2 separate regions of the Pan troglodytes genome follow, and region 1 is linked to region 2. A link is a contact called in public Hi-C data. All regions are on one chromosome and are shown on one strand. The core of a region is the stretch at or near the end of the contact, and the rest is flanking DNA. Distances in the headings are between cores, read along the strand shown.

Region 1 (4,418 bases), core at 408-2,907, 200 kb before region 2:
ATGAGACGCAGGTCCCGCCTGGGAGAGGCTCTGGCCCTAAGTGGCACCCACCGGGGTTAATCCCAGGGCTCCTCTTCTGCTCCCCTCCAGCCAGGACCCCTGCCCGGGTCCGCCCCATCCTCCCCTTGGCCCTTCTGGCCTGGCCCAGTGCCCCCTGCCCGCCCCAGGCTACCCAACCCAGCACCCACCTGGGCCCCCTGGAGGCGGGGTGGCCTCCACACAGTAGCCCCAGGCCCTGTCCCGGTCGTAGTTGTGAGTTGTGGCACACCTGGGGGGCGACACCTGCGTGCATGGGGGTCCCAGGCAGAGGCCCCCCACCCCACCCCACCACCCTGGAGGGTCTCTGGGTTCACTGGGTCCGCCTGCTGCGTGGTGAGCGCCTACTGTGTGCCCGGCTCCCAGAAAAGCAGGCAGCGTGGGGCAGGTGACCCCAGCTCGGGTGCCCCGGCTGCCCGGACCCACCACTTCCTGTGTGCACTGCCCTCCGAAGTGCAGGCGTGCAGCATGCGGCCCCCGTAGCGGAAGGGGAACCTGCAGGGCCTCCCGTCCTCGGTGAGTGCTGTGGGGAGGGGGTGGCAGGGTCAGGGCTCCCTCGAGGGGCACCCGAGCTCCTCAGGACCTCCAGCCGCAGCCATGCTCCTCCCACCCAGCCCTAAGGTGAAGCACGACACCTCCTCCCAGGCCCACCTGACCCACCTTGGGCCTGGGGGCTACTGCTCGAGGGAACTGCCCTGGGCGGGGGCGGGAGTCCCCCACTTTGGGGTCCCTCTGCCTCTGGAGCACTTGTTGCTGGGGTCTCAGAGGTCACAGAGGTCACCAGGATAGTGGGGATCGCAGGGGTCACTGTGGCATTAGGTTCTGGGGACTCCGTACGGTTCTAGGAGGAGCAGAAAGGGTGTCAGTGTGGGACAGACCCTCACACTCAGGTCCTGCCGGGCAGGAGGTCATAGCCCTGAGCCTGTTTCCATACTGGGGCCCCCAGATCTCGGAGCAGGTTCCAGGAGGACACACGACATTCCTGAGGCCTCAGCCAGGCCCTGACACCTTCCCCGCCCTCGGCCCCTAGTTAACACCTGCTCAGGGTCACTGCCCAGGCCCAGGCACTGCTACCCACCAAGCTTAAACCCTGACGTCAGTTTTTGGTGATGGGAGCAGCTAGGAGGCCCTGGGAGGTTCCCCCAACCTCACGCATCCAGACCCAACAGAGGTCCAGAGAGAGGGGGCAGCCCCCAGACCCATAGGGGCCCAGGCCAGGCCGCACAGGGATGACAGCCCCCAGGTGGGGCTCCGTGAGCCCAGGCCCCAGCCTCCAAGGCCAGTCCAGCACCCACCTGCCCTGTGAGGGCCAGCTTTCAACGTAAGCCCCCTGCCCGGACCCCCGCCCCCTCAAATCCCCACGCTCTGCAGCGACCCTCCCTCTGGCCTCCTCCCAAGGACCCCAAGTAGCCACTGGGAACCTCTGGTCGCACTGCGACAAGGTCAGTGCTCACCCCGCCAGGTTGGGGCTGGAACCCCCGTGGCAGCAGCAGCAGCAGCAGGAGGAGGAGGAGGAAGGGGCCCAGCCCCGGTGGGGGGCAGGGGCTGGGGACCCAGGCCCAGCGCCCCATGGCTCCTGAGCTGGCCTGAGGGGCAGTGGGAGGCGGGAGCAGAGCGGCCAAGGCAGGTGGGGTCAAGGCTTCGTGGAAATGATTAACCCTGGCTGCCTCCCACGCCAGGCGGGCCCAGCCGGAGAGGAAGTCCCCGAGTCCCCTGGCCCCCACACCTGCTGCCCACCTCACTTTGACCCTACCTGGAAGCCCAGCTGTCTCTCTGGCCTCGGCCTGCACTGGTCCTAGTCCTAGACCTGACATGGTCCTTGGGCCTCAGCTTAGAAGTCTCCTCCAGGAAGTCTTCCAGGATAATGCAGATAGGTTGGGGCTTAGATGGTCTGGCGCCGCTCCCAGTCCCTGCAGGCCACAGAGCTGGCCACCATCTGCCTGTGAATTGTCCATGATGAGAGCCACTACGGGCGCTGAGCCTTGGAGGTGTCCAGCTCTGTGCCCAGCACAGCACAGACAGTAGCAGTGGGGATGGGATTGTCCCTGTCCCACAGACGGCAGCACTGGGGGCTCCTGGAGGGTTCGGTGCTGCCTCCTCTCGGTGGCCCCAGGGCTGGCCAAAAGGCCAGGCACAGGGAGGAGAGGGGCCACGCAATGGCTGAGTGTAGCACAGGATGACCTGAGATCCTGCCCCACCTGCCTGTTCTGACTCTGGGGGTGGCCAGGGCCCCCCAGCAGCCCCTGGTGATGTTCAGAGTGTCCCTTCCTCCCCGTCTCCCAGACAGACCCAGGAGTCCACTCCAAGAAGCCTTTCCAACCCCAGCTCCCCACCGCCGCCTGGATGGTACAGGCCAAGTCTGTGGCAGCACAACCCTGGGCCAGGTACCCTGGGGCCTGGGATGGAGCTGGAGTCACGGAATTCGTGACTTGGGGCTGTGGGCAGAGCTGCCTGAGGAACCTCTTCTGCAATACTGGAGCAGCCGCTACGGCACCTCGGGTTCCTCCTGAGTCAGCAGCGACATCCCAGGGCTGCCGAGGTGGGAGGAGGGGTGAGTGAACCACTGTGGCCTGGAGACCAGCGAGGGCTGAAGCTGCCTCCCTGTATCCCCTAAAACCCCTCTCTCTGCCCCCCATTTGCCTGTCTGTGCAGAGGGAGAGATAATGGACACCCACTGACCACCCAGCTTGACACCGTGGGCCCCAGGGGGCACAGTGGACATGGAGGCGTGGTGGGCCCTGGGGGCACGGTGAATGGGGGGTTGGGGGTGGGGGGGAGGTCATGGTGGGCCCTGGGGGCAGGATGGATGCGGGCTTGTGGTGGGTCCTGGGGCCACAGCGGGCACCGTGGTGGGTGGTACACACAGCTGGCACTGGGCTTCATCTTCCATTCCGACCCCTCCCCCAGCCCCCTTCCTAGAGCACCACTAAGTGGGGAGCATCCACTCCCTAGAAGCTTCTAGAACAGCCCCAGGGGACTGGCTGTGCTCTCGGGCCTCTAGGATGTTCTGAGGAGCTCACCAACCACCCTGTACCGAGGGTACTCGGCTTTAGGGGTTCCATCAAGGCAACCTGGGGAATGGCCCTGCCTCTTCCGACTCAGCCCAGCCCCCAAGGCCCCGGCCTCCCCTGCAGCCACACCTGGCTCCCTTTCTGTAATCAGACCCTCCTTAGCCCCAGGGCCTTGGCACAGGCCCAGGGCTCTTTCTAGACTTCCTCTGCCGTCCAGTTGCAGTTTACATGGTCCCTCCCTGGAAAGGCCCTCAGACCACCCTGCTAAACAAGGCTGGGGCAGGGTCCCCACGTGACGGCGAGAGCCAGTCTCTGCCATCTGGTCCTGGCCCTCAGGCCCCAGGAGCCAAGCTTCCCTCTCCTCAAAGCCCCCTTGACCTTACCCTGGGGCACTTCTCCTCCTCAGGCCCCTCTGTTTCCTGCATGACCTCCTGGGGATGTGCTCGGAGTCCCCGAGAACAAGGAGTCTGTGTCCCCAGCACCCAGCACCAGGCCGACGCTTGGGTCCTCAGAAATGCTTTATTGGGCAGCAGGAGGCCAGGGCCAGGGAGCCCCATGGCCAGCATGGTGAATGTCCGGGGCCAGTGCCTCCAGCGAGGTCACCCCCTGCCCTCCTGGCTGGGCTCCTGAGGGTGTGGTGGCCAGGGTGGCCCCTCTGAGGCCCACAGAATCCACCTGGGCTGCCCCACCCCGACATGTCCACAGGAGAGTTGGCCAGGCCAGGGCAGCTCAGACGAAGGTGGCGTGGTGTGCGCTGGTCTTGGGCTTAGCAGGCTCACCCGGGACGGGGCCCAAGCCAGGGAGGTCTGACGTAGGAGGCCCACCACTGGCCTGTGACCTCCCAGGGCCAGCCTGTGCCCCCGCTATGCCACCATCCCGCCCGGGCGCCGAGCCAGTTACAAGATCCACATCGATGACTGGGAGGTCTCGGCTGCCATGGGTCCCACTTCCTGTCACAAGGAGAAGAGAAGCTGTCAGTTGCCTGGCCCGGCCCTGGGCCCCCGGAACCCACCCCCTACCCCGAAGGCCCCTGCACAGACAGTCAGCATGGTAGGGGTCCCCGAAATACCCCAAACACATCCCAGAGGCAGCTGGCCTCCAGGCTGGGGCAGGTACGCCCAGGGGAGGTGCAGTGTTCCCAGAGCCCTCCACATAACACCTGCCACCAAGTGGGGGAGCCGACCCACTCAGAAACCCTACCACCCTGCTTCCCCACTGCAGCTCAGGAACAGAGCTGGGCCCCCGGGAGAGCCCCCGCCCCAACTGCCCCCCTAATTCCTCCTGGGGGCATCCTCAGGGCCCGCCCCCAGGCCCAGGGCCCATCCTCAAGGGCCACCCCCAGGGGGCTGAGCACTAGGGTTCAGTTCCAGA
Region 2 (4,031 bases), core at 1,278-3,777:
GAAAAAGGACAAAGATCGAGTCACCCAGCCACAGCTTCCTCTTCTAAGGACTATGTGGCCCTGGGCAAGTCCCTCTCATGCTCTGGGCCTCAGCTTCCCCCTCGGTGAACTAAGGCTGACTGTGGCAGCTCTGAGGGGCTGTGGTGTGGAAGTGCTTCATCAGCCATGACGTGCGGTGCACCAGCGCAGCCCTTGGCCAGCCCAGACTGCAGGGTCTGGAGTGGAGGCCCCCACTCTGCTGCACCCTCATCTCTCAGCCTCCAGGAATGGAGACAGAAACCCTCCCCTGGGACTCTGAAGAGGCTTTCAGCATAAATAATGAATAACCTGGCCAGACACCAACCAGAGCCAGCCAGGGAGGTGGTGCTCATGAATTCCTGAGTCAGAGGGGAGCCTGCTGGAACAGTCGTGGCCACCTCCCACTGCCCTCTGCGTCCCTTCCTCACCAGGTGCCTGAGCAGGACTAGGAGGCCACGGGAACAGTGGGGCCGCGGGCAGCTGCCTGTGTCCACCGAGCCTCTGAAGATACCCAGGCTCACACCTCAGCCCTCACATCGCAAGCCAGCCGCTCAAACCCAACATCCGTCATGCTCAGCACCCTAGGTCCCGGCTTTGGGGCCTGCCTAGGGGCCTTTGGGCAGGGCCAGGCCCCGGACCCCTCCTTCAAGGCTCAGAAAAAATCAAATCAACGCAACTGAAAGCGGAGACCCCACAGACTGGCGGTCTGTCCGGGGCCTTGCTGGGCCTCTTCCCCGCTCCCACTAGGGCCGGGGACTGGGGGTCCCCTTCTGCTGTGCTGGAGGCCGGCTCCTCGCCTGCGGGGGGCAGTGGGGGTAGCCTCTCCCACAAGTGGCTCAGGTGCTCTCAGCCTCTCTGCCCCAGGCTCACCTGCCTGACCCGGAGGTGGAGCAGCTGAGTGAGGCCACTCCCATCCTGGAAGCTGACAGGCTCTCCGGCAGCCCCAGGCCCAGCCCTGTCCAGGCCGCCCACAGGGCCGGGTGCTCTCTGCTGCCATTCTCCCCCTGCAGCTTCCAGCTCTTGCTGCCACGCTCGCTCCGTGCAAGACCCTCCCCACACCCAAAACCATCACCCCACACCTGTGACCTTCACCGCATACCTATGACCTTCACACCCTGCAAGACCCTCACCGCACCTGTGACCTTGCCTGTGCCTGAGACCTTCACCCCACCATGACCCCTGCCCACCCGGGACCCTGTCCTAATGGGCTGGGGACCCACGCACTTTAAGATGCTGGGTGTGTGGGACCACACCTGTCCCCTCCTAGACGCCAACACCTCCCTGGCCGGGTGGTCCCCTCCGGCCTTCCCTGCAGGTTGCCGGGGCAGGAAGGGCCCACCTGCCATGTGGCAGGAGCAGAGGTGGGGCCAGGCCGGGAGCCCCCACACTGGGAGTCCTGGGCCAGGGCAGGCCCCCACCTCTTTCTTCTTCGCACAGTAAGCGCCACCCATGCGCTGGCCGGTCCTGCACCTCACCTGGTGATTTCTGGAAATACCCCACCGTGACCCTAGGGCCAGCCCCAGTGGGGCTCACGGGCTCATGGCAGAGGCTCAGTGGATGCTCCAAGTCGCAGAGCACTGAGCCTCCTTCTCACTTGCAGTCTCAATTTCCCCAATGACACAGTAGGCCCCTGAAACCCCTGCTGAGCTTGGGAGCTTGGTGGTGGGGAGGGCACTGGCAGCCGCCGCCTCCCTATGGGGAAGGAGGGTGTGAGGTCAGTGGGCACCACCATGAGTGTTGCTGCCTCCGAGGGACAGTGCCCAGACCGCCCATACGTCCTGGGAGCCATCCTGGCCTCTGCCCAGCACCAGCCCCACCCCTGCTACCCCTCAGCTCTTAGACTGGTTTCCTGCCCTTGCTGGGCCTCAGTTTCCCCACTTCCCCAATGGAAGGCTGCACACACGGTTTCCGTGGGCCCCGTCTCGCCCCGTGGGGTTCTGCCCATACCCGGCCAGAGGAGACCGACAGGCAGGACGCACACATCGTCCCGACTCAGAGCTCCAAGAAAGTCAGGAGCGGCCCGCCACGCCCGGGCCCGCCCGTCCTGGTGGGGCCCACACTGCGCGCTCGCCCACCTGTACTGGAAGGTCATGTTGGTGATCTTGATCTTGATCTCCTCGCCCAGCCTGCGCTCGCCGGTCATCTCGAAGAGCTTGCTGGCCATCTTCTCGTACACCTTGGCGTTGCGCTTGGTCTGCTTGAGCTCGTCGAAGAACTCCTCCCAGACCAGCATGAGGCCGCGCATCTCGGCGTCCGTCCAGTTGCGGGCCCGCCGGTGCTTCTCCGCCTGGGGAGACACGAGGTAGCCGGGCCCCTCGGCCGCCGCCATGCCGGAGGCGCCTGTGGGGTGAGAGAGCGCGCTCAGCGAGGGCCCCGGCCCGGCCCCACGCACCATGGGCGGGAGGCGCCGCTCACGCTCGCTCGAAGGCAGCTCCACGCTCAAAATGGGGCCTACATCTGACAGGCAGGAATTTAGTTAAAAGCTTTTAAACGGGAAACGTCATTTTGATGTCACGTTTCCATAGCAACAGAGCAACTGCATAAGCTACAACAACAGAAACCTTTTAACTGAAAGCACGGGAATCAGGGCCGCACTGACGGGCCATCAATATTGCAGCGAGCGGGCCAGGCCCAAACCCAGCGGCCCGGCTCCCGGCCCTGCCTCTCACCGCCGCCCAGGCAGATCGGCCCCCAGTTCAGTGCCGCCCCGGCTCACGCAGGCCAAGAGGGGGCCTCGGGTGGGAACAGGCAAGGAGAAAGGGGGCAAAAGGTGGGAGAAACAAGAGAGGACGGGAGACGGGGAGGCTGAGTCCCCCAACACTGGTCACTGGCCCTGGTGGGGGTCCTGGGCTGTGGGACCCTTTAGCTCCCTCAGAAGGCCCCTGCCAGGCTGAACTGGGGCTGGGCCCCGGGGCTCCTGGGTGTCCTGGTCCTGGGGTCCTCGGGCTGGGCCCTCACAAGAACCCCAAACCCCCACCCTTGGCTCCTTTTGCTTCTCTTGCTCCAGCCCCCAGGAGCCCTGGGCCTTAGGTCTGTGGACACTGGAAGCCCGGGTTGGTCAGAGCCAGGCCCTGCCCAGAGGTGCAGACACAGGGTACACAGACACGGGCCTCTGGCACCGGCCGGTGAGGACAGCAGTGATGGCAAAGGTGAGCTCTGTTTGAGACACAGGAGGGAATCAGCCCAGCAAGCCAGGGGGAGGCCACAGGGCACTCCTGGGAAGAGCCACGGGCATGGCAGGGCACAGTCTGGGTACGCAGGGAGCTGATGGGCAGCCAGATTCGGCACAGCGTGCGGAGACGGGGCTCGAGGCCCAGCCTGCGGGGCAGGCCCCTGTGGGGCTGAGGGACTGAGATGCCCCCAGGCTGGCCGGAGGACCACAGCCTGCCGAGAGCCCCAGATGCTGCGGAACCGGAGCGGTGGCCTGGGGGTTCTGCCCGGAGAAGTGCCGCCCAAGGGCATCGGCACCTGAAACGTAACACATGCATGTCAGGCAGGGCTCTGTGGAGCCCACGGCACCTGTGCAGCATGGACCATGCTGGGCACGGTGCCCAGGCTAAATGCCACTGTGGTCAGCAGAGGGACAGCAGGCACCCCCCTGCCCTCCTCAGGCCTGACCAACTGCAGGAGACTCTCAGGTGTGGGCTGCCCCAGGAAGGGCAGCTGAGCCTGGAATGAGGAGGCATCTCGGCCTCTGCCCGCTGCCCCTGCTGTCCTCTGAGGCACCTTGGAGGTGGGACCGAGGCTCTCAGGGGAAGGACAGGGCAGGGGCATGGCGGGGGTGCCCAGCCCCACTGTGGGTGCCCAGGATAGGGAAGGCGAACTGGGGCTCCCTCTTGCCCGCAGTCAGGATAGGAAGTGTATGGGGAGGGCCCCAGGGATGTGTAAGGAACTCAGAGGGGTCTCTGCACCCCCTACACTGGGTCCCTGGTCAAGGCCTGGCCCTACCATCAGCCCCATGAGACTAGTCCAGCCCCTTCCATCTGGGCCTCAGGAGACATCATCCCTACTGC

What was found. Hi-C and Micro-C count contacts between places; a contact is called where the count stands out from the background.
Region 1: a Hi-C map of stem cell-derived neural progenitor cells shows a contact between it and region 2, with 2.6 times the contacts expected there. The contact joins the promoter of HGFAC here to the promoter of MSANTD1 in region 2. A contact is called at or near these places in 2 of 7 Hi-C or Micro-C datasets (induced pluripotent stem cells and stem cell-derived neural progenitor cells).

The regions. Positions count from the first base shown.
Region 1 is chr3:3,835,243-3,839,660 of NHGRI_mPanTro3-v2.0_pri, reverse strand. It overlaps HGFAC (HGF activator), which reads right to left and starts at 1,657. Exons shown (of 14, transcript XM_001174601.7): 1 at 1,491-1,657; 2 at 697-877; 3 at 463-559; 4 at 189-268. The coding sequence starts at 1,607. RGS12 (regulator of G protein signaling 12) reads right to left here. Exons shown (of 18, transcript XM_063808595.1): 18 at 3,553-3,997. The coding sequence ends at 3,777.
Region 2 is chr3:3,640,371-3,644,401 of NHGRI_mPanTro3-v2.0_pri, reverse strand. MSANTD1 (Myb/SANT DNA binding domain containing 1) reads right to left here and starts at 2,527. Exons shown (of 4, transcript XM_009447265.5): 1 at 2,094-2,527. The coding sequence starts at 2,413. LOC129143677 (a long non-coding RNA gene) reads left to right here and starts at 2,385. Exons shown (of 3, transcript XR_008547411.1): 1 at 2,385-2,788; 2 at 3,026-3,167.